4 separate regions of the Mus musculus genome follow, and all the other regions are linked to region 1. The links are chromatin contacts, called in public HiChIP or PLAC-seq and promoter capture Hi-C maps. All regions are on one chromosome and are shown on one strand. The core of a region is the stretch at or near the end of the contact, and the rest is flanking DNA. Distances in the headings are between cores, read along the strand shown. Region 1 holds the start of Schip1 (schwannomin interacting protein 1). Region 2 overlaps Iqschfp (Iqcj and Schip1 fusion protein). Region 3 overlaps Iqschfp (Iqcj and Schip1 fusion protein). Region 4 overlaps Iqschfp (Iqcj and Schip1 fusion protein).

Region 1 (5,981 bases), core at 2,936-5,435:
TTTCCCCTCTATGTTCAAGTTGGAGAGGACCTTAGGAATGATTTACTCCACTATATGCACGTGCATACATGGACATAGGCGCATAAGCACATATGTGCTTGCATGGGCACACTTCCATACACATAACATGCACTGAGAAACTTGACCCAATGTCACTCAGATTCTTAGTTAACACTTCTTTGGTAAGGCTATTTAACCAACAAAACTATATTCAATTAGAGTTATGATTTCATTCACAAAGATGTCAAATAATCAAAGTAAATTTACATACAGTGTCTGTATCTACAGTCCTTGAGCAATCCCAAAACAAATGAAACTTGGAAAAATTGTGTAGCTTTCTCTAAGCCATTGAAGTCTTTTTGTCCTTGTCTAATTACTGTCAAATCATTAGACTCAACCAATCATGGATAACTTGGAAAGCCATATTGATATATTATGGAGAGTCAGCATGCTTGTTTTTCTTAGGACAGTCTTATCAATTCCAACCTACCCAAAACAAATCCAAGTGGAGAAAAGTTTCTTCACTGCCTTTGTGGTGAATAAACCCCAGAGATGAAGACCCCAAGACACATCCTGGAGATGACAAAAGCAGATGTCACTGTAGAGTGCCGGATTCTGAATGCATATCACTCAAAAGATGTTCTTAATGGAGCCAGGCTGAATGTGGTGATGTGTTGAGTCCAGAAGTATGGCTAAGATAATCTAAGATCAATCTAAGTCAGATGAGAGTTCAGAGACTTTGATAAGTCATGTAAGATGGAGATGGTGTGTGTATATTCTAATGATTAGCTCTAACTTCTTTGGTTTAGGCTTGTGTATTCTGAATTATCACTAGATGTTTAGTTAGTTTTTATGAGAGAGAGAGAGAGAGAGAGAGAGAGAGAGAGAGTCATGATCACTTACAGGATCCAGTTTGTGAAATACAAATTAAAATGAGAAAAACATAGTATCAAGACTTGGGTTTCATTTTTAATCTTTCAACTGCATAGATGACCTCCATGGGAAATCTCTAAGTTCTTTGAGTTCTACTCTCTGAAACAGTTCAGATGACACCATTATTTCCAATAATGACTAATACAAATCCAAAATTCATATTGCATGAGTATATTTTTATTTATGTAGGTCTATCATGAAAGATGAAGTTAGAATATTTCTTATGTGTATAACTGGGGAACTGAAAGAATAGTTTTCAAATTCAGCAGTCAAAACAAAACTCACTGGAGAACCTACAGCTGAAATATTCCCAGACCAAGATTCTTCAAAACACAAGATGTTTTGAGTAGTAGCATCATGTCATGTCATGGAATTATTTAATGTACAAATGGTTTGAAACGCTTAGACTGTCTTTGAATTATATAAGTTAATTGCATGTTTATAATTGAGTCTAAAGCTCAAAATCCGCAGCGCCAGGAATTGCCGATAATGAGCGCTCAGTGTGACAGAGATGGGTGAATCTAGACTGATGCATACGTTCAGAGATATTCTTTGGAAAACTGGGTTCTGATCTTAAGACCCCGACATTCATTGAGTGCCATTCATAGTGACAGAAAGCTTTTAAATTAAGTCAAGAAATCATTTGGGACCAACCAACATCCTAATATAAATAATCTCAGGAATTCAGTGTGTTTGTAAATAGCTGTTTCCTTGACCCAAACCTACTCCCAAGCTCTCCCACATGAAGAGGACTCTGCTGTCACTGTAAATCCCAGATATGTCACATCTAGAAGAAGCTCTGATGGAAACAGATCCAACAGTAGGAAACATTTCCAGGTTGTAAGAACCATTTATAAGACCAACTTTTCTGAAGGATTAAAAGGGTTAAAAACTCCAGTGAAAACATATCTATCATTCCCATCTATGTCCAGCATCCTTACAAAGGATTTTAACTACAGTGGTTTTTGCTAAACAGATACCCCCCCACACTTTTTTCAGCCAAAGGTTATAGAGCCCCGCAAGGGTGGGTGAACCACAAAACTGTGAGCATATTTTTACGTTGGCAAGAAAAACAAAATGTCAGTCAACTAAATTTAAGATTGTTCACACACATCTGCTACCAACAGAATGCTGTAAAAAAAAAAAAAAAAAGAAAAGAAAAAGAAAAAGGACAAAATGGGGAGCACTCACAGTCTAAATAGCTCTGTGTGTCTTCTGTTGTTGGGTGATTTGCACTCTTTCAATAATGATTGAAAGGCTATCAGACCTGAAGCTAACATCTGTTGGTGGTTTGTCATGTAGCAACAATTTCTAGTTAAGCAAATACATAAACAACCATATCTCAAACTGTCTAAGCTAGGTAGCGGCGGTTATAAATACATCACCAAAATGTTTTCCAAAGAGGAACAAATGTAAAATGCTTCACTCCTGACAATATTGTACCACATTATGTCCTTGAGAGACTGAGAGAGAGGAAAAGATTGACAGATAACAGATCCCTGAATCTAGCAAGCCTCACAAACCCAACTTTAGAGCATACAGCAGGCACAGGTTATGACACCAGCCTCACATTGTCTGTGTTATTGAAGGATAGTCTCTCCACTCAAAAAAGACTTGTCCAAGGTCCACTTCCTCTAGGGAATAGACACAGCTCATGAGAAAAAGAATGTTAAAACAAAGTCCCACAGCACAGCTACTATGGGGAAAAACACTGTTTCCTTCTAAAATCCATGCAGAAACGTAAAACCCAAGCAAACAAAACTAAAAGATCTGGGTGGTAAAGCTAGGTTTCACACATTTCAAATCGCTTAGTTCTCTTAAATATTGAGATCAATTTAGGAAAGCTCTAGTGTATCTACTAAGCAAAGCTGTCAAAAATACATATAACAATAGCACCTTAGTGCAAAATTAAGTCATGTCTTTTTAAATTATACATTTCACATACTGTCAAGAATAAGTACCATTTATCTAAAAATCAAATGGCAAGTTACTGAAGAGTTAAGATGAATGGCAATTCAGCTGAAATTAATATATAATAGAAAGAAATATCTATGCTTGATGTTTTCAAATATAAGAACCATCAAGAGAAGTGAGTTTTATATCATAATAACATTAAAAGAGTGTCGTTATACTTTAAAGTAAAGGGTTTAGCATATGTGTCTGAAACTATATTTAACTGGCCTGAAAAAATTTTTTTCTTTAATTATGTTTTAAATGGCCCTATGTTCTCCTACACAGAATATGTGCTGGGGTCGTTATTGGCAGCAATTAAGAGGATCTTCTCCCTTGGTTGTGTGAGGTTGTAATATACAGTTCTCCAGGGGTGTACGGATGATTTGTAAGGGTGGCTAAAGAATGATTGGGGGGGGGACGACAATAAATTTGTTGTTTTTGAATTTTTAATTTAAACAGTTAAGTTGGAAGTTTTGAAACTAAATAAATATATCTAGTGATACTAAGATAGCAATTTCAATAGCCCATATCTAATCATGTTATTTTAAGAAGCTGCTTATAACCTCCATCAGTTCCGCTGTATGTATTTGATGCAAATAAATGCCAGCGCTTTAAGTCACAATTGTCACCTGTGTGTCTGAACATTAGGACAGCTAAGTGCTCTTTTGGAATGGAAATTATGATCTGTGGTCTAAGAGTTTAACTGCTCTTCAGGTTAGTGACCAATCAGAAACCCCCTTTCAGCCCCTTCTGATTACAAAGAGCAACAAACTGCACATTTGAAACTATCTATGTATGTTTATAAAATGATAGTTCCAAAACATCTGGATTGTATATTTTCAGTGTAGTTAATTTGTGTTGGAGTTTTAACTTTCAACATTCTCAAAATTCAAAGTACAGACATTCACATCATAGAATGCAATATTTTCTTTAAATGAGCATATTAGCTCTTTCTAAAATAACATTTACCTGGTTGTCTCTAAACTTTAAAATGCAGTGAAGAACCTATCTTTTATAGTGTCTGTTTTATTAGACTTGGGGGTTACTGTTCCCATATGTCTATGGTATACAAGACTGGATGTGGAAAACTTACTCTGTCAGCTTGCTTGCCTGGGTCGCAGTCCCACGCGGCCCTTACGCGCTGCTCAGACCTCTCCATGGTGCTGAAGAGCTACCCTCGTCCATTTGAGAAGGAAGAGCGGTTCACTGAAACCGCCTTGGAAAGGAATCCATAGAGAGCCACTTTGTTAGCAGGTAAAGTTACCTAGAGAGTTTCTACAGCGCATGCCGCGAGGTGTGATGTCTCCCCTTTAGTTAACAACCCCGGCAGCTTAAAGCAAATCTTGGAGCATAAATCTTCAAAACTGAAGGAAAAATGTAAGTTTCCCAAGAGAAGAAACTGCCTGGTTTTTGTCTGCGTTGTTCAAATAGGGGGAATAAACATACAAAGATGACCAGGCTCCTTGGAGAACAGAGAAGTCCAAAGAGAGAACCTCTTGATCTTTATGAAGAGAACAATTCCCCTCTAATATGAAGCACTTGATTCACCTAATCTTCATTAACTTAAAAAATATATGAAAATAAAGCTGAAAACTCCACAAGGCTCCATTGTGGAATTCCACGATACACACTGTGCAAGCAGCTCTGCCTCCCTCTCGTCCCGGCTTCTGTCTGCTGAAGATTCTCACAGCAAATATCAGCAGACTCTTCTGCTTCTCGTAGGTTACCTCTTTCTGAGGCTGGAATGTATAAAGAGCCACATGACACCCAGTGATGTCATCTTGAAAGCAGGTCACAGTTGCTGCCGTATGTAGATGAAATCCTTCTATTAAGTATTTAGCATAATGATTTTCTTGAAAATCTATTTGCATCAAATAACTTGGTCTTCCACCAATACGGTTAACCCTATCAACAGAATGCCTCAAAGAGGTCGATTCCCAGCTCACACGCGAAGCCGTCTCGGGGTGAGCTGGGATGAGCTTCTGGTGTGCCTCAGGAGATGTGTCATTATGATCAACTCATGAAGAGTGTGAAGCCCCTTCTCTGCTCCCCAGGAGCTGCCGTAGAAACGAGAATGATTTCTTCAGACATGGAATCTACTTCGAAAACAACTCAGAATTTTTAGCACGTTAAAAAAAAATGTAATCTTCTAAAAATCAGATCACCATGACTGAGAAATAAAAGCTCAAGCAACTCCCTTCAACTCCTAACACTATTTTATTTAATGGGATAAAACATTTCAAAAGCATCAAAAACTTACTACTTCTGAAAAGATTTGAATTGTATTTTCAAAAAGTTGGTAGGGAGCTTTCTTTAATTATTCACAGATGTTTTAAATACAGAATGAAGAAATAGTTAAAATGTTAACGATATATTCTAAATAAGCCACTGTAAAAGATAACATACAGGTACAGTTTTAAGGAACTTAGGATGAGAGTGTCCAGTTTTATTCTATACAGCATGCTTCTCTTTTATTTCTAGTTAGTCACATAGCCTAATTAAAGATTTTTTTTTTCAGTCATGATTGGCAAAACTTCCCCATGCGTGAACTCAGTAGGTTATAAGAGGGGGAGCATGCATGACAGGGTAAGTGAAAGGCGGGGGAAGGGAAGAATTGCAGAGGAGGGAATGGAGGGGGATACGGTCAAAACACTTTAAACACGCTTATAAAATTATCAATCAAAAAGTTGTCACAAAAGTTCGTGTTAGTACAACACTGAAATAACTAATATATCAAATTGTATATAAACATACAAAAGTGAAAGCAAGTAAAAAATAAGGATGCTATGCCGCCGGATACAAAGCCAAAATATTGTTGCATGGAGTTTTGGATTGCCTTCTTCCAACCTCAAGTTTCCCTAAGGGAGCACTTTTCTATAAGCCCCACAGCCACTGGTGTCCCTCTTTTCCTCCTCTCCGGGAAGCTGGAAATTGCTCAGGCTGAGGGATTACAAACTAGGGCCTCTGTGGTCCTGATTTGTCTCCATGCCCAGGACTCCCTTGGCCTTGCTTGTGGGTGGGGTCAACAGCTTTCAATGCTACTGGTGGCTGCTAACAGTTGATTCTAGAGTCCAGTGATGATGCTCAGCCTTGCC
Region 2 (5,587 bases), core at 1,181-3,680, 240 kb before region 1:
GACTGCTACATCTCCAAGATATTCCTGCGTGGGGACTCGGTCATCGTGGTGCTGCGGAACCCGCTCATCACTGGCAAGTAGAGCCTGCTCCCTGCCCTGCAAAGGCCTGAAGAACCCTGCCCAAAGGGTGAGAAATAAAACCCTGTGCTTTTTGTTAAAAAAAAAATCTGATGAACATTAACCACTAAAGTAAAATTTAGAGATAAAGATGGGCAGTGTCGAATGGGGAGCATCACAAATCAATAAAATAATTCAAGTATAATGATAGACATATTTACATATAAACATAGAGAAAAGGATATTTAGCATATTACGTTGGATATAAATATGTGTCTAGTTGTGTGTATGTATATATTTTCAATTGTATAGGTAACATATTAACTATTTGTGGAGAAAATTAAAAAAAAAAAAGCATGACACTCCACTCTCCAGGTATGACATTGTCCAAGGCTTCATACTGAAAACTGTGACTTAATTAGTGACTCAATGTTAATCATGTGGAGGTTTATAGTGAGAAGAATTTGAGCAGAAAGTTCAAGTCAGAAGATCTTTACAGTTGATAATCTTGTCAACCCCAACTCCCTGTTAGGGTTGGCATCATCAGGCAGTGGGACAAGCTGACGAAGACTTCTTTCCTTCTTCCCTCAGATAATTGCATTATCATATTTCCCTTAAGATGAACATGTCAAAAGGTGTCCAACCGGATTACAACCCTCACCCTTTCCAGGGGGAGGTGAAGTTTGCTTGTCTTTTTCGACACAGCCTGTCGATCTGGAAGGTAGAATTTGAGATTTTGAACACAGAGAACTGTTCTAGACCCTGGTTTAGCAGAAAGATCAAATCCTGGGTGAAGGTTATAGGAGAAGACAGAGTGTGGGAGTAGGGACTAAAGATGGTCCAACTGTTATACTGAGTTTACTAATTTTGTCTATCCTGATATACTTTTCAAATCTTTTCTATGACTGCATTTGGAAGAGGAAGAGACTGAGAGTAGACTTGTGAAATTTCTGTATGTCAGGACCTTTAAAAAAAAACTCTGTATAGGCAGGGCCTGGGAGCACTGTGACCTGACTATCAAAATGTCTGAATGTCTCGACAGTTTCTCAGACAGAAAGGAGTCTCTTTCTTGACCAGTTTTTGTCACAGAAACCAGATCATGGCTCTGAGGAAGTCTGGTTGCCAAGACAATTATATTCTATGTTTCATCATTATTGTGACTTGCTGGTAGACAATAGGGGGTGCTTTCCTTCCCTGTCAACAATAGCTCAGGTGTTCTTAGGTTGGCTCCTTAAGGATATTTGCCTGTGATGGATGTAGAATAGTCCCTGGAGCTGTTTGTGGCCACACCCATGCTCCCTCCCCAGAGAGACTTTGCAAGTGGCTTTCACCCTTGCAATGACCTGGTTATTATTTAGATCTAAATCTCTTTAAGCAATAAATATATATGTATCCGAGTTTCTCTAGCAATGATGATGATGGTGTGAAGAAGCCCAAAGGCAGGGTGGATATTTGTCTGTGAATTAAAAATGTACCTGGTTGTTTCTAAGGAGAGAAAGAAAGGGTGTGGAGTTGGGTGGGTGAGGAGGTTGGGAGGATCTGGGAGGATCAGGGGGAGGGGAAACCGTGATCAGAATTTATTATATGAAAAATTTCTATTTTCAAAGAAAAAAAGGGGGGGAACCCTGGACTAAGAGGATTTGGAGTTGATTTCAAGGGTGTAAGTCAGAGATCACAGAGCCTGAGATGAAGAGGCTGCCAGGCAACTGGAAACTCTAGCTCAGGAGAAGCAGGGAAACAGTTGCTTGCCCTTACCTGCTCAGGTCAAGGGTATTTGATGCTCCTGTGGTTTGTTAAAAAGAACTCTGGCCCTAGTCACAAACAGAATCTTTAAGTTTACTCTAAGGAAACAATTACCAGGAAAGGCAAAACCACAGCGGGAGAGGGAGAGGGACCTTCCATGCGCACATCAATGCATATTAAGAATAATGGCAGAGCTTCATTTTTCCAAAGGGACTAATTTGTCCCTTTGTTTCACCGAATGCTTGCTGAGCCCCCCTGAGTAGTTCAGAAGGTGTATCTCAGACCACCATCTACCTTACTCCATTAAAATGGATGTGTCCTTCACTTCACGCAGATTCTCACCTAGAGACTTAAGTTTACAAACAAAACATGGATTATTGCTGTGGTGAAAGAATCCTCTGCACAAAGATGAACAGCAGGACACCTCTAAGTAACATATTTCCCTGGTGGGTTTTACAATACAATTCTTGGCAGGGTAATTTGATCTGCATACAATTTTTCAAGACACACACCTGCAGGTCACAAGTGGAGTGTCTGTATATTCATGATGGTTACTGAGATGGCTAAGCATCTCAGCCTAGATTGTGTTGGGGTCGATCAGTCACCGGAGCTGGTTCCTGACCACTGGTGCTCCTGCAGACAACTCACAGGAAGCTTTGTTTTTTTAGCTGCTGATCTCCTGGAGGGAACCCAGCAGGGAAGAAACAGGCAGATCTTGCATTAGCTTTCTAAGAAGAGGTAATGTCCTGATTAGTTTCTGGACTGACTAAGTATAGTGATTTAGAGTCATTCACTCACTGTAATATATGCAGATGTTTTTGACTTAAAAAGAAAGTAATCACGAGGGCTGTTATTAGACACTAACAGAACAATGTACTAGAATGCGCTTTAGTGGGAATGCCAACACATTAACTATTAGTGTTTATCACTGAGCCCTCCTCCCGATGCTCAGAACAGAGAGCTGTTGATCCTCAAAGATAAAGTGATTAAACACTGAGGCTGGCTTTGCTCCCAAAAGATGGCACCAGCACCAAGGCTGGAACAGAAATGTATTTGCCAAGATATCTAACTTCAGTTTAATATAGGAAAGACTGGAAACCTACAGGTCCATTAACCACCAAGCTGATGGGATGTTACAAGGCTTGCACATCACAAAAGGCAGTTCTGTGACAAAGTGACTGGAGTCCTATTTCCATCTGCTCAGGGGCACTTGACACTTGCCAGCCCAATGAACTGCCCACAAGTGCTGCTGGCCTCTCAGTATCTTGAACACAGCTTATCAGCAGGAAGAACCATTACCCAGCAGGAAAGAGATACAATGAGGACAATAAACTGAAGGGGGTGACTGAAGAGCAATAGGGGAGAGCTAGAGGGATGGGAATTTCCATGGACAGCAAGTTCAACAATGTCGGGATGATGTAAAATGTCACTAGGGAAGTGACATGGGGAGATAGTGATGGTCTCAGCACAGAGAAACAGAGCGTGATTTCAAACACCAAGGGGTAGAATATCAGATCTCAGAATCAAATGCAAACACAAAGCAGAACAAAGACCATGTGTTAAAGGTTAAGATGCCACAGGGCTTGAGAACTGTATTTTGTTTGAGTCTGTAAAACAATGGGCTAAAAAGCTACTTCCTGCAGGCAACTGACCTATTAGAAGCAGGAATCACTCTCCTTGGTCAATAGTTGCCTTTGGGGACATATACATGATATTAATCCTTCACTCAGCCTTCTGATCTACAAGAACAAATCATAGTTTCTGGTTTTTATCTTGGACCTAGCAATGACTTATTAATTTAGCAACATATGTCTGTTATATTTACATTCTTTCTAGGACATCGTGCTACTATTGGTAAGGGATTATAATCAACGGGACAAAAGGAACTAGTTGACAGCATTAGAACTGTACTCATGTGTGGACTATACTTAAAACCTGAAGCCCGTCTTGACCTGACACTATGAGACAGAAAAAGTGATGATTATTAGACACAGATAATCTGTACTCTGTTTCCTAGTGAGATTTTTTTTATAGAAATAAACAAGAGAAAAGGGAGACTTTTACAATACAATTTCTCCTTTTATTGATAGAAAACGGTTGGCATTTGGAAAATGTTCAATTCGTCTTGAAGCCAAACATCCCTAAAGTTTGACCGCAGAGGTTCATACTAAAGCCATTATCTCATAGCAAGCAAGCATGGGAGTGATCTCATGCATCACATGAATGGCTGGCTCTGCAGGGACTGGTGGACGGCATTTGACTGGGAGGGGATGATGTTAGAGCTTGCAGTGAAGTACTAGACATCAACAGGAGCAGGATCACATAGTGGACACCTTGGCCCAAAACGAGAGATGGAAGGAACTCAGCAGAGAGACCCTAGAGTTTGTGAATTTTGCATTAACATCTGTAAACATGAGCCTGTAATAGGTGACCTCCATGCTAAAGCCCTTAGATGCAGGTATTTTGGCTTTGAAATGCTTAAGACTATACTTTGACCATAGCTAGAAGGATGTGCAAATGTATAGACTGTGAAAACAGCACAGTGGTAGATTAACCACATAACTCACACAGTGGATTATGACAAACCAACCTGCCTCCATCTAAGGCTTAAAAACCATCTTATAGTAAAGACCAACTAGGTTCATTCCTGCTTATGATTAAATCTCTGTTTCTCAAGAATTGGGCTTGCCCAACCTGTAACCTTAACTACAAATGGTTCTGTAATGCCTGTTCCAAGAAATGGCAACCATGCCTTCATTTCTAAAGGTTATTATGACCACCCTGTTATTGCTAAGTTGTTATGATGACCTTGCAGCCACACCTTTGTTTCAAAAAGTTGTTACAACCAAGTTATGCTTCTGTGCCCCTTCTGTAACCCTGCCTACCTGTGTGTCGAATCCCCTGGAACCCCGTACTCCCGGACCATAAAAGCCTTTATCTCATCCATGTCCAGGGCTGATCTCTTGGAACCTCTCCTTTAGAGGTAGACAGTTTGTGTACGTGAATTTTTAAAAAGGGTGCTTTATTTAATTGCTTGCTTTAATTAATATGGTTATGATTGGGTTGATGGTCTTTCTCCTTGCATCTGTGGGATTAACAGTTATATGAGAGTCATTCTAAGATACTTCTAAGTTTATTGAATGTCTGGAAAATGTCATAATAAAACATTGGGGTTAAAAAGTAATACTTTTATCTTGAAATAGATTCTGTACAGAAGTTAAAACCATACTTAGTAGAGAGAAATTGGAGCTGAGATCTGGACCTTCTATGTATATTAAAGACCGAGGCAGGAGCTCTGAACTACACAGTGTTTCCAGTTCCTAGGACATCACTCAGTCCTGAGTAAAAATTTCTTTTATTATTTTAAAAATTATTATTTAAGAATTTCATACACGACTAAAAATTCCTTTTTAAAAACTGAACCATGGCTGGTGTTGTATTTGTCCCTTTATAATACTGGTCCTTGGCTTTCTTTCTCTGATTCTGAGAGAACAATATAGGGAAATCTTAATACATATTGGAAACTAGGATTTGCATGAAAGTAGATGGTACAAAGCAGAAGATAAGAAATGAAAAGAACGTGATATGCTCAAAAGGAGTTTGTGATGGTACAAAAAGTATTAGAAAACTAAAGTAGAATGTAAGGTAGAATGACCCCAAATCACTCATTAATATCAATAATTGGGGTATCATACAGAAAATGTGGTACATTTACACAATGGAGTACTACTCAGCTATTAAAAAGAATGAATTTATGAAATTCCTAGGCAAATGGTTGGACCTGGAG
Region 3 (5,371 bases), core at 1,664-4,163, 190 kb before region 1:
CACATCTTCCTGCAGATACAGGCTCACTCCCTATCCATCACTTGAAACATTATTAAGATCTCTTTTTCAAATGGGATGATAATGTCAGACAGACATACACAAATAATCCAGTCTTGACCTGGGAAGATGGTTCAGTTGGCGAAGCACTGGCCACTTAGTACTCATGTAAATGCTGGGCAGGCAAGTTGCCTACCTGTATTCCCTGTGCTTGGGAAGTGGAGGCAGGGCATCCTTGGGGAAAGCTTGAAGGCTAGACTAGTTGAATTGGATAGCTCTGAGTTCAAGTGAGAGATCTTGTCTCCGTGAACAAGGTGGAGAATTTTGGAAGATACCTGGTATCAACCTTTAACCTTCATAGGCGTGTATATACACATGTGGACATACATTTATATTACACAGAATCTATCTGTCTCTGTTGCTGTATCTCTTTCTGCCTCTCTGTCTCTGTGTCTCTGTCTCTGTCTCTCTCTCTCTCTCTCTCTCTCTGTCTCTCTGTCTCTGTCTCTCTCTCTTTCTCTTTCTCACATACACACACATCCTTCCTCATGTCTCAGTGGGTATTTGAAAAACTATAATGCTGCTAACAAGGGCTGTTAGCCTTGTGCCTTGATGCCTTGAAATGGGAAGAGAGAGGCAACTGGGACCCACAGCTTGCCAGAAGCATTTCTGTAGCCATTTATTGGGTGACAGGCAGTGTTAGCCCCTGACCATCAGCATCTGTAATGGAAACAGGCTAGTTGTCAGGCTGAGTCTGAGCACTATTTGGAGAGCGCCGGAGTTCCTGTCGCCCTTCAATCAAGCCATTTCAGATGGTCTCCATAGCATCCACTTATTCCGGGCACACAGTGGCAGCTGGGCTGGAAGGAGCCACTGTGAGGGCTGAACATCTGGTCTAGCCCTAGTTCTGCCCTTCAGTGAGCTGGTCCAGAAAAGACTCAGTTTAAACCTCAGCCTGCTTCTCTGTTTAGAATAATGAAAGGGAGGTAGAAGGAAAGGAATGTGAGTCTTCCTTGTGAAATGTCAACAATGTGGTCATGCATCTGTAATGCAAATAGATTCCTGAGCCAAGCTCATCATTTCTAAAGAAAAACAATGAAACATTTGAACCATGCAGGGAGTGTTGTGTAATAAGCCTACATGCAGTACCACAGCTAGAGAACAAAGCAAAGCACAACAGGCACTGTCTGTGTCCCTCCACTAAGTCCCTTCCCCATACACTAGTAATGGGGAATCTAGCATGTATCCATTCTGGGCACATATTTTACATGTGTAAAATTATGTAAGTATGTACATATATTACTTCTAAATAACAAAAGCAGAATATACTATCATGGCATACTCTGAATTTAAACTAATCGTATCTTGCTATACTATTTTGACACGTCTGTGTCTAGTGATGCACTATGGGGACACATCCTTACCCATGTAGGTATATTTGAAACTCTGTCTTTTCTGAAAAATTACTCTTATGGTGATATAATAATGCATAACCCTCTTAGTAAAGTCCAGATGCTCACACTTTCGCTGAGACTAGGTACTGTCAGAATTTGAAATTGGTGGCAAATTGGTGATATGAGATGTTCTCTCCACATGGCTAAACCTACATTTTCCTAAATAGTGATGCTGGCCTTTTAACATGTTCAGTGGCCATTCAAGTGTCCTTTCCTGGTGCATTCCTAGCCCCTTGCATTTATCCTTTCTTTCTCGCTTTCTTCTCCATCTTTGTTCTAAAATTACTATTGATTTAAAAAACAAAAACAAAAAACCTTTTCTCCATTCTGGATCCCCATCTGTTATTGTGCCTTTACTTTTCCAATGGTGATTTTGATGGATTTGAATTGAAATTTTAACATGGCCACACACCAGTTTTTGTTTTTATAGTCCGTGCTTTTGGTCTTATCTGTGCTTAAGACATTCTTCTCTAGTCTCAGTTCACAAATATATCCAATTACACTTTCTTAATGAAAGACTTAAAGTTTCGTCTCTTATGCTTTGGGTTTTCATTCATCTAAAATTGGTCTTGTGTATGTCACAAGCCATGGGCCACCATTTTGTTTTCCTTATAGTTAAGAGTCTCAATAGAATTTATCATTACTATTATTTATTATTATTATCATCATCTGTTGGTTTTTTTTTTGAGATAGGGTTTATATGTGTAATGCTGGCTGTCCTAGAACTTTCTCTGTAGAGCAAGCTAGCCTTGAACTTACAGGGATCCACCTGCCTCTGCCTTCTGCTTGCTGGAATTAAAGGCATTCACCACACTGCTTGGCTCCATATAATTTAATAAAATAATTATTTTTCTTATGGTCTCTAAAGAAGGTTTATTTATGTACATATAAATGCCATCCTTATGCACATACATGTCCATATGGTCTGTTTATCTATCTTTGTGTGGAAATTATACTGTTAAAATTACCATGGCTTAATAAGAAGTCTTGACTTAAAATATCAACAAATTTGGCAACTCTCTCAAGCTTGCTCTCCTTCATAATTGTCTTGGCAGTGTGCTATCTATTGTTTACACGTCATCTTGACAAATAATTTGGAAAATTCTATGAAATTTCTGTCAGGTTGCACTGAATTAATACATTAACTTGGAAAGGCAGAGAAGATGTGTTGTAGATCAATTATATAGCAATTCAAATGCTTACCTCATGCCAGAGCCTGCCCTGAAATCTCTTAGGAAGCATCTTGGTCTGGGCCTGGCTTATTAAACCTCCTCGTTTCTAGATCCCACCTGGCTCTGTTCCCACACCAGGTGCCCCTTCCCTATGAGCAAATGTTCCACACTTCCTCTGTTTTTGTGACTTTTGCAGATTCTCCTCCTTCTGCTTGAAGAACTCTTGGCTCTCATCTCACTAACTCCCACTGTTTATACATTTTCCCTTCCCGAGAATTCCCTGTGTCTTGTTCAGGAGGGTGATGTGCAGTAGGCATCCCTATTCACTAGGGTAAGATGCAGTAGGCATCCTAACTGGTCCCCAGGCCCCCACTGCCATAAACCTCCTGTGGTACGGTAATTTTCTCTGTTTCCTATGGCTCTGAGACCAGTGAGGACAGGCTGTGTTGCTTCTGGAAGTCTCTCCTGCACTGAAGACTCCTTAACTCTGGGCACCTGGTTGGTGCTCAATAAACACGGTTTTGTACATTGGTTATCTACCAGAAAGAAGTACATGTGAAAGATAGACTTTTTCTTGGGGAGGGGTTAAGAGTGTACAAAAAGTAGTACTTGAAGCATGGAGAACATAGAGTCTGGTGGGTTAGTAGACTTGTATGTATTAGTCATCCTAGAGTAGAGAAATTCATTAGAACTAACAGATTAGGGCTGGCAAGATGGCTCAGTGGGCTAAAGAACTTCCTGGGATGTCTGATGACTTGAGTTTGACCTTCAAGTCCGAGGACCCAGATTGGGGCAGGAAGAAATTATTGTACAGTTTGTCTTTTGACCTTCTCATATGTGTGTACCCACATAATAAATAAATGTAATTATAAAGAAAAATTAATGGATTAAGGATAAATATACAAAAAGTTATTGTATTATGATCATCTTTACTCTTGAGCATACGTAGGTTTTAGGATTGCTTCTGCTATTTAAGTTGTTTGGGATGTAAATATATTTTTAAATCTCACTGATTCTTTAGTAATTATTAGGATATTTCAAAATTATAAAAATGACTAATTCCATGGCAGGTAAGAGTTGGTTTTATTCAGATATAAGATATTCTGGGATAAACATTGTAACAGTTTCTAGTTCACTCAGTATGGCATCTACATTGTTTCTCTCGGCTACACCTAATTTGTCTGCACAAGGTTTCAACACAATGGATATGACGGTTTCTTATTTCTCGTTGCTTGAATTTGGGCCCCAGTTGCCCCTCCATCACAGTCTCTTGCTATTTATTTTTCCTAACTTTTTTGGTTGCCCTATCCCTCAGACCTAACCTGAGTAGCATTCTTTCTGGAATGGTCTCTGAAGAACAACTAGAGGCAGAAGAATGAACAACCAGCTCTGGCTCGCACAGGGGGCATCCTCATGTCAGCAGACCATCCTTTGTTCCACATCTTCATATCACGCTCATCTCTTTTACATTTCTATCTCCATCCAGATGAGTTCCCCAAAGGCAAGAGCCTGAGCAATTCTGTTTTCATCTCTGAAGCCGGGCATAAAAGGGGCTATGATTTGCTGGTCAGTCTCACCTTTAGCAACTTTATTTATCTATTTTCATCAAGCATGTTACTGACTCAGCTTTGTCCCCAGTCCTTTATAAAAAGTTCACTGGAGAAATTAAACATGTAATTTCTTGGACAGCCTATGTAAGTTACTGGTTTTATTTGATAAGTCTATAATTCAATTTGTGAAGAATGTGATAAAATTATTAAAAAACTGAATAATTTTGTTCTAAAGTAAATTTTTAGTGGGAAAAAGTTGTTAACAACTCACAACTTGTTAATAGATAGAGGGTCAACAACATTTTGATTCTTTTTAACGAGATGAAAAGGAGTCAAAGTTCTACTATAATAACACCTAAGTTAATTATGTAAAAAAGTTCTAGTATTGTTTGGAAGCTTTAATATTATTTCCATGCTAGGTTCTTTTATGAAAGAATCAAAGGCAGAGAAACATGCAAGGGGCAGACGGAGGGATACCTGACAAAAGAATGAGACTCTATGATTCTACTGAATAGTACAAATTGCTTATTTGATTAGCTCAGTTGGTTTGGCATTATAAAATCATTTGAATGTCAATTTAATAAACACCTTTAAATCCCTATTTAATTATTTATTTAGTATGTGTGTGTGTATATATATATATATATATATGCCATGCAAGCATGCGTGTGTGTGTGCACATGCACACACACACACACACACACACACACACACACACACACACACACACACGCCAAGGTGCATATGTGTAGCTCAGAGAAGAATTTTCAAGGAGTCAGTTCTCTCCTTCCATATTCTTGGTTCCAGAGATTGAACTCAAGTAGTTAGCCTTAGCAACCTGTGCCATTACCTACTTATCTATCTTGTTGTCCTGAATGTCTAGTCGGATATGGATTCCTAATGGTGACTTAATGTCTTCAAAGAGATCAAAATAAGTTACAATTGTGAAAAGAGAAGTTATGTTGTGTATGCAGAAGGAAGCAGCATAATAAAAGGCTGTAGAAAACGTTCACTTCTTTTGGAGTGGGTCATAGTCTTTTCAAAGGTGGAAGGATAGATGTGACCCATTGTGCATCACAATGGTCTTAGGCACTGAATAACCCTGTGAAAGTCTTCCAGGTTGGTTGGGTCTGTCTGTCTGTCTGTCTGTCTGACCCAGAAAAATATCAAATCAAATAAAAACTCCTAGACTGCTTTG
Region 4 (5,958 bases), core at 3,033-5,532, 220 kb before region 1:
GAGTTTTTTGCATCAATATTCATAAGGGAAATTGGTCTGAAGTACTTTATCTTTGTTGGATCTTTCTGTGGTTTAGGTATCAGAGTAATTGTGGCTTCATAGAATGAGTTGGGTAGAGTTCCTTCTACTTCTATTTTGTAAAATAGTTTGTGCAGAACTGGAATTAGATCTTCTTTGAAGGTCTGATAGAACTCTGCACTAAACCCATCTGGCCCTGGGCTTTTTTGTGGTTGGGAGACTATTAATGAATGCTTCTATTTCTTTAGGGGATATGGGACTGTTTAGATCATTAACTTGATCGTGATTTAACTTTGGTACCTGGTAACTGTCTAGAAATTTGTCCATTTCATCCAGGTTTTTCAGTTTTGTTGAGTACAGCCTTTTGTAGAAGGATCTGATGGTGTTTTGGATTTCTTCAGATCTCCCATGCTCATGGATTGGCAGGATCAATATAGTAAAAATGGCTATCTTGCCAAAAGCAATCTACAGATTCAATGCAATCCCTATCAAAATTCCAACTCAATTCTTCAACGAATTAGAAAGAGCAATATACAAATTCATCTGGAATAACAAAAAAATCTAGGATAGCAAAAACTATTCTCAAGGATAAAAGAACCTTTGGTGGAATCACCATGCCTGACCTAAAGCTGTACTATAGAGTAATTGTGATAAAAACTGCATGGTACTGGTATAGCAACAGACAACTAGACCAATGGAATAGAATTGAAGACCCAGAAATAAACCCACACACCTATGGTCACTTGATCTTTGACAAGGGAGCTAAAACCATCCAGTGGAAAACAGACAGCATTTTCAACAAATGGTGATGGCACAACTGGTGGTTATCACGTAGAAGAATGCGAATTGATCCATTCCTATCTCCTTGTACTAAGGTCAAATCTAAGTGGATCAAGGAACTCCACATAAAACCAGAGACACTGAAACTTATAGAGGAGAAAGTGGGGAAAAGCCTTGAAGATATGGCCACAGGGGAAAAATTCCTGAATAGAACAGCAATGGCTTGTGCTGTAAGATCTAGAATTGACAAATGGGACCTCATAAAACTGCAAAGCTTCTGTAAGGCAAAAGACACCGTCAATAAGACAAAAAGACCACCAACAGATTGGGAAAGGATCTTTACCTATCCTAAATCAGATAGGGGACTAATATCCAATATATATAAAAAACTCAAGAAGGTGGACTCCAGGAAATAAAATAACCCCATTAAAAAATGGGGCTCAGAGCTAAACAAAGAATTCTCACCTGAGGAATACCGAATGGCTGAGAAGCACCTGAAAAAATGCTCAGAATCCTTAATCATCAGAGAAATGCAAATCAAAACAACCCTGAGATTCCATCTCACATCAGTCAGAATGGCTAAGATCAAAAATTCAGGTGACAACAGATGCTGGCAAGGATGTGGAGAAAGAGGAACACTCCTCCATTGTTGGTGGGATTGCAAGCTTGTACAAGTACTCTGGAAATCAGTCTGGCGGTTCCTCAGAAAACTGGACATAGTACTACCGGAGGATCCCACAATACCTCTCCTGGACATATACCCAGAAGATGTTCCAACTGCTAAGAAAGACACATGCTCCACTATGTTCATAGCAGCCTTATTTATAATAGCCAGAAGCTGGAAATAACCCAGATGCCCCTCAACAGAGGAATGGAAACAAAAAATGTGGTACATTTACACAATGGAGTACTACTCAGCTATTAAAAAGAATAAATTTATGAAATTCCTAGGCAAATAGATGGATCTGGAGGGCATCATCTAAGTGAGGTAACCCAATCACAAAAGAACTCACATGATATGTACTCACTGATAAGTGGATATTAGCCCAGAAACTTAGAATACCCAAGATACAAGATGCAATTTGCAAAACTCATGAAACTCAAGAAGAACGAAGACCAAAGTGTGGACACTTTGCCCCTTCTTAGAATTGGGAACAAAACACCCATGGAAGGAGTTACAGAGACAAAGTTTGGAGCTGAGACAAAAGGATGGACCATCTAGAGACTGCCATATCCAGGGATCCATCCCATAATCAGCCTCCAAACGCTGACACCATTGCATACACTAGGAAGATTTTGCTGAAAGGACCCTGATATAGCAAACACCATCAGTGGAAAGAGAGGTCCATTGGTCGTGCATACTTTATATGCCTCAGTACAGGGGAACGCCAAGGCCAAGAAGTGGGAGTGGGTGGGTAGGGGAGTGGGGGGAAGGATATGGGGGACTTTTGGGATAGCATTGGAAATGCAAATGAGGAAAATACCTAATTAAAAAAATTTTTTAAATTCCAATGCAATTCTTCATAGAAATTGAGAAAATAATTTCAAAAATATTGTGGAAAAGCAAAAGACTGAGGATAGTCCAAATAATCCTGAACACAAACAATGTCAGGGAGTTCACCATTCCTGGCTTCAAATTGTACTAAAAAACTGTAGTAGCAAACCAAGCATGACATTGAAATAAAACTAGACACCTCCATCGATGGCATAGAAACAATGGCCCATATATAAGCCCATGTACCTACAGCCACTTGATTTTTCCAAAGTTAATAGCAAAAATATACATTGGAGAAAGCATCTTCAACCAATGTATTTGATATAACTGGATTGTTACATGTAGAAGAATGAAACTTGATGCTTATCTGACATCATGCATAAAACTCAACTCTAAATATGTCACAGACCTCAACCGAAGACCTGGTAGCCCATCTCTGATAGAGGAGAACATGATACTTGGTACTTGAACATGAGCGTACCTTGTCACTAAGCAATTCTATTCTTAGGTATAGAGCCAGCAAGTCTATGAATGTTCTTCAAGCGCTGCTCATAATACTCTGACATGATAACACCCCAAGTGAGTTTAAACACTAGGATTCAATGTAATTCATTTATACTCTGTATGTATTTTTTTAAATGTGCACACACACATATCTAAACTTATTTTATTTAAAACCATTCTTTTGCTATCTAGTTTCCTATACTCAGAAAAATTACCCTCCTAATATATTCCTACTAACAGAATTTAGAAAATACCTCTAGGGTCAGTTGATTTTATTAATTTTGTTGCAGAAACAAAGTATACTTTACAATCTGCACCATGTATGATAATTTCTTTATTTTTATCTCAGTACTGAAAGATCCAACATATCACTCACTGGGAGGTAGAATTCTATTCTCTCAATTACAGGAATCATAGCTCAATGACAAAGCTAGCGAATGGCAGGTTTAGGAAATCCTTTGAGAGCGTATGTAACTTATCATTAAGCATCCTGCCATGCCTCATGCTGAATTGACCTGTGGGTGGCATGATGCCTGCTATTACCAACTCAGTTCCTAGGCTCTGTTCAACAGAAGGCATAGAATCACTTGGAGCAAACTAAATAGTCCCTTGAAGGGCTGTGCAAATGACTTTGGATAGTATCCAACAGAGGGTTTCATTGCTGAAACTGGAGTTTAGATTCACCATTGTAATATTAAGAAAACTCTGACACATTTTATTTTCATTTATGCAGTAGATTAAGAGGAAAGAAGAATTAGAGAAGAAAAATGATACCCTGAATACCTCACGTCTAGAGTTCTCTGAAAGCCATTTTCATAGGTACCACCATACAGATGTAAGCTTCATCCATAAATTGAAGATGGGCAAGGCATCAGCCTTGAGAGTGGGCAAAGTGTCAGCCTTGAGAACATGGCTCTACATATTTCAGAGCAAGTTCACAGTTCCTTTAAACTTTATTATTTCTGACTTTTCTCCTTGAATGAACTTTGAATTTATGGTTTAAGGTAAAAGAGAACATTTTCCTTCATAGAATGTGAACCTTGTGGATTCTAAATTCTGAATTCTAAATTCCAGCATTTAGAGAGAGACTTCGATTGGGCTTTATTTCTAAAACATTCGCAATTCTTGATTCATTAAAAGTGTTTGCAAAACAGTAAAGTAGATTTGTGTTGATTTGGATCGATTAAGCAATGACATGAATTGTTCACACACATTTGTTCCCATCTCCTTCCCTTGCCCTGCTTTCCCATGCTGAGATTTGGTCTGGAGAGATATCCATAAATCTATCAGCCACCAGGGAACGAGCCACGTCTCCAATGGCTTTGCTGCAGTGGATCCATGAAAGCCCCTTTAAGTAACTGCTCTCTGGGAGGTAAATTAATCAGACAGGGAAAGCAGCAAAGAACTCGTCATAACTCCAGCGCTCTTAATCCGTTCCATGATCCAAATGCGCATGTCCCATAAAAAGCTCCCTTAAAAAACAGTTTAGAATGTTTACGCTTCTGTCGCCATCTGCTCTGACTCTTTTCTGTATCATCCTGGTTTATGATCCTCCAAAACACATATTACCCGTTTTCTGAATGGGCTTGCTGATACTCTTTGCTGTCAGTTCCATCTAACTCCCAAGTCCCGAGTATTTGTGATTCACAAGGGCAGCCTCTGTGCCCATCATTTCGCACTGCATCAGCAGTTCAATCCTTGGGCTTAACCTTCTGTTCAGTGTCTTTATTACTCAGCTCCCCAGGAACGTGGCTGCAGACTGGGTCTGCTGCCTCCTCAGCCGCCTGCTACTCTAATGAGTTTCCAGGCTGTATTTTATCAACGCAACGTGTCAGGGACTTTCTGTTATTGCTTTGTGTTTTGATGGGTTAGTGTTGGTTATTAAAAGAGAGCACACATTTCCCCCCTCCCCTTTGACAGGCACATTGAAGGCTTTCTGTAATAGGTGCCAACACAGGAACATCTGGTGTACATTTAATGATGCATTGTTGTATTGTTAACTTAAAGCTGTTACGCGCCTTGATACACACATAATGGGCCTCAAGAAATTAAGACAAAATTAAATGTAAATGTTTACACAAACTATATTTCCTTTCTTTTCATTCAGTCATCTGTACTTGTACTTTCTGTATAAGGAAAAGAAAGGGCTATTGCAAAACTTTCCTAGCTTCCATGAGCCACATTGTAAGGAGCTGAGTGCCTAGTTTCTCTTCTAGATAGGAGCTACAGCTGAGGTCCAGTGGTGCCATGGTGGTCTTGCTAAATTATTTAAGTGCTGTCTGTGCTCTCTGGAAATTAACTAGGTGGTTAAGAAAAATCTTTATCCCCTTGATATAAAGGTCTTCTATGCAGTAAAGTATACTGCAAATTTCCTGAAAATATTTTTTTTGGTATCATATTACTAGGTTGGGCCTCCAATTTAGCACTTGGTTAAATGCTAAAATGCATTTGCCTCTTTTTCTTACACTGCTGGGAAAGTGCACCAAATAGCCCTTCCCACAGTGAAAACTCACATATCCAAGGGCAGGAAGAACATTTCAAAGCCATCCCCAGTGCTTGAGATTCTTTGGAATAAATAACTTTTTTCTTAAGCTACCAGGCCTATGGCATTGTTCACAAGATAGCCCTGTTTTCCTTTCTGAAGAAACATAGGGTCAAAACGTAGTTGAGTTGTTCATGAGGGAGGGAGAGTGCCAGAAGGCAAGTAGAGGGAATGTAGAGAGCGGAGGAAAGTGAGAGCCACAAAGCAGGAGAGGGAGAGGAAGAGGGAGAGGGAGACAGGGAGAGGGATAGAGAAATGGGGGGTTGGGGGAGAGAGACAGAGACACAGAAAGAGAGACAGAAAGACAGAGACAGAGAGACAGACAGAGACAGAGAAAGACAGAGAGACAGAGAGAGAGAAAAGCAGACCAACAAAACAATTTAAACAGATTTCCTGAAAAGACATTTACAAAAAAGAGACATTCAAATGGCCAAAAAGTAGATGCAAAAAAAAAAAAAAAAAAAACCAAAAAACAAAACCAAAACAAAAACCCAAAAACCAACCACCAACCAACCAACCAAACAAACAAACAAAAAATTTCACCATAACTCACATCAAGAAGATGCAATTTCAAACCAAAATGAGATGTGGTCTCATCCTAGACACAAAGAGTATAGTC

What was found. Promoter capture Hi-C pulls out the DNA fragments that hold promoters and counts their contacts. HiChIP or PLAC-seq counts read pairs in DNA pulled down with a chosen protein or histone mark.
Region 2: an H3K27ac HiChIP or PLAC-seq map of embryonic stem cells shows a contact between it and region 1, with 4 times the contacts expected there. The contact joins the enhancer-like site here to the promoter of Schip1 in region 1. A contact is called at or near these places in 2 of 39 promoter capture datasets (hippocampal neurons and liver), 1 of 15 datasets of contacts at CTCF or cohesin (embryonic stem cells), 3 of 484 Hi-C or Micro-C datasets (the N1E-115 cell line, embryonic stem cells and olfactory sensory neurons), 4 of 115 datasets of contacts at active chromatin or transcription factors (embryonic basal ganglia and embryonic stem cells) and 2 of 9 other capture datasets (adipose tissue and embryonic stem cells).
Region 3: a promoter capture Hi-C map of hippocampal neurons shows a contact between it and region 1, with 5 times the contacts expected there. The contact joins the enhancer-like site here to the promoter of Schip1 in region 1. A contact is called at or near these places in 3 of 39 promoter capture datasets (the HPC-7 cell line, frontonasal cranial neural crest and hippocampal neurons), 5 of 484 Hi-C or Micro-C datasets (adipose-derived mesenchymal stem cells, cerebral cortex, forebrain and 2 more) and 1 of 9 other capture datasets (embryonic stem cells).
Region 4: a contact with region 1 is called in a promoter capture Hi-C map of hippocampal neurons, with 8 times the contacts expected there. The contact joins the enhancer-like site here to the promoter of Schip1 in region 1. A contact is called at or near these places in 5 of 39 promoter capture datasets (the HPC-7 cell line, embryonic stem cells, hippocampal neurons and 2 more), 6 of 484 Hi-C or Micro-C datasets (the HL-1 cell line, cerebral cortex, cortical neurons and 1 more) and 1 of 9 other capture datasets (embryonic stem cells).

The regions. Positions count from the first base shown.
Region 1 is chr3:68,063,006-68,068,986 of GRCm38.p6, reverse strand. It overlaps Schip1 (schwannomin interacting protein 1), which reads right to left and starts at 4,185. Exons shown (of 8, transcript NM_001113421.1): 1 at 3,980-4,185. The coding sequence starts at 4,045. All of the region lies in intron 4 of Iqschfp (Iqcj and Schip1 fusion protein), which reads right to left.
Region 2 is chr3:68,303,319-68,308,905 of GRCm38.p6, reverse strand. All of the region lies in intron 4 of Iqschfp (Iqcj and Schip1 fusion protein), which reads right to left. The region is part of intron 1 of Schip1 (schwannomin interacting protein 1); the gene reads right to left. It also overlaps the pseudogene Gm5848. Among named protein-coding and RNA genes, the nearest start is that of Schip1, 240 kb to the right of the region's middle. Within about 2 kb of position 2,430, at least 7 of the 459 cell types and tissues checked have an H3K27ac peak or open chromatin away from gene starts, as enhancers often do. A contact at or near this core is called in embryonic stem cells, where this site is marked.
Region 3 is chr3:68,248,198-68,253,568 of GRCm38.p6, reverse strand. All of the region lies in intron 4 of Iqschfp (Iqcj and Schip1 fusion protein), which reads right to left. All of the region lies in intron 1 of Schip1 (schwannomin interacting protein 1), which reads right to left. Among named protein-coding and RNA genes, the nearest start is that of Schip1, 190 kb to the right of the region's middle. Within about 2 kb of position 2,913, at least 4 of the 459 cell types and tissues checked have an H3K27ac peak or open chromatin away from gene starts, as enhancers often do. A contact at or near this core is called in hippocampal neurons, where this site is marked.
Region 4 is chr3:68,282,090-68,288,047 of GRCm38.p6, reverse strand. All of the region lies in intron 4 of Iqschfp (Iqcj and Schip1 fusion protein), which reads right to left. The region is part of intron 1 of Schip1 (schwannomin interacting protein 1); the gene reads right to left. Among named protein-coding and RNA genes, the nearest start is that of Schip1, 220 kb to the right of the region's middle. Within about 2 kb of position 4,282, at least 19 of the 459 cell types and tissues checked have an H3K27ac peak or open chromatin away from gene starts, as enhancers often do. A contact at or near this core is called in hippocampal neurons, where this site is marked.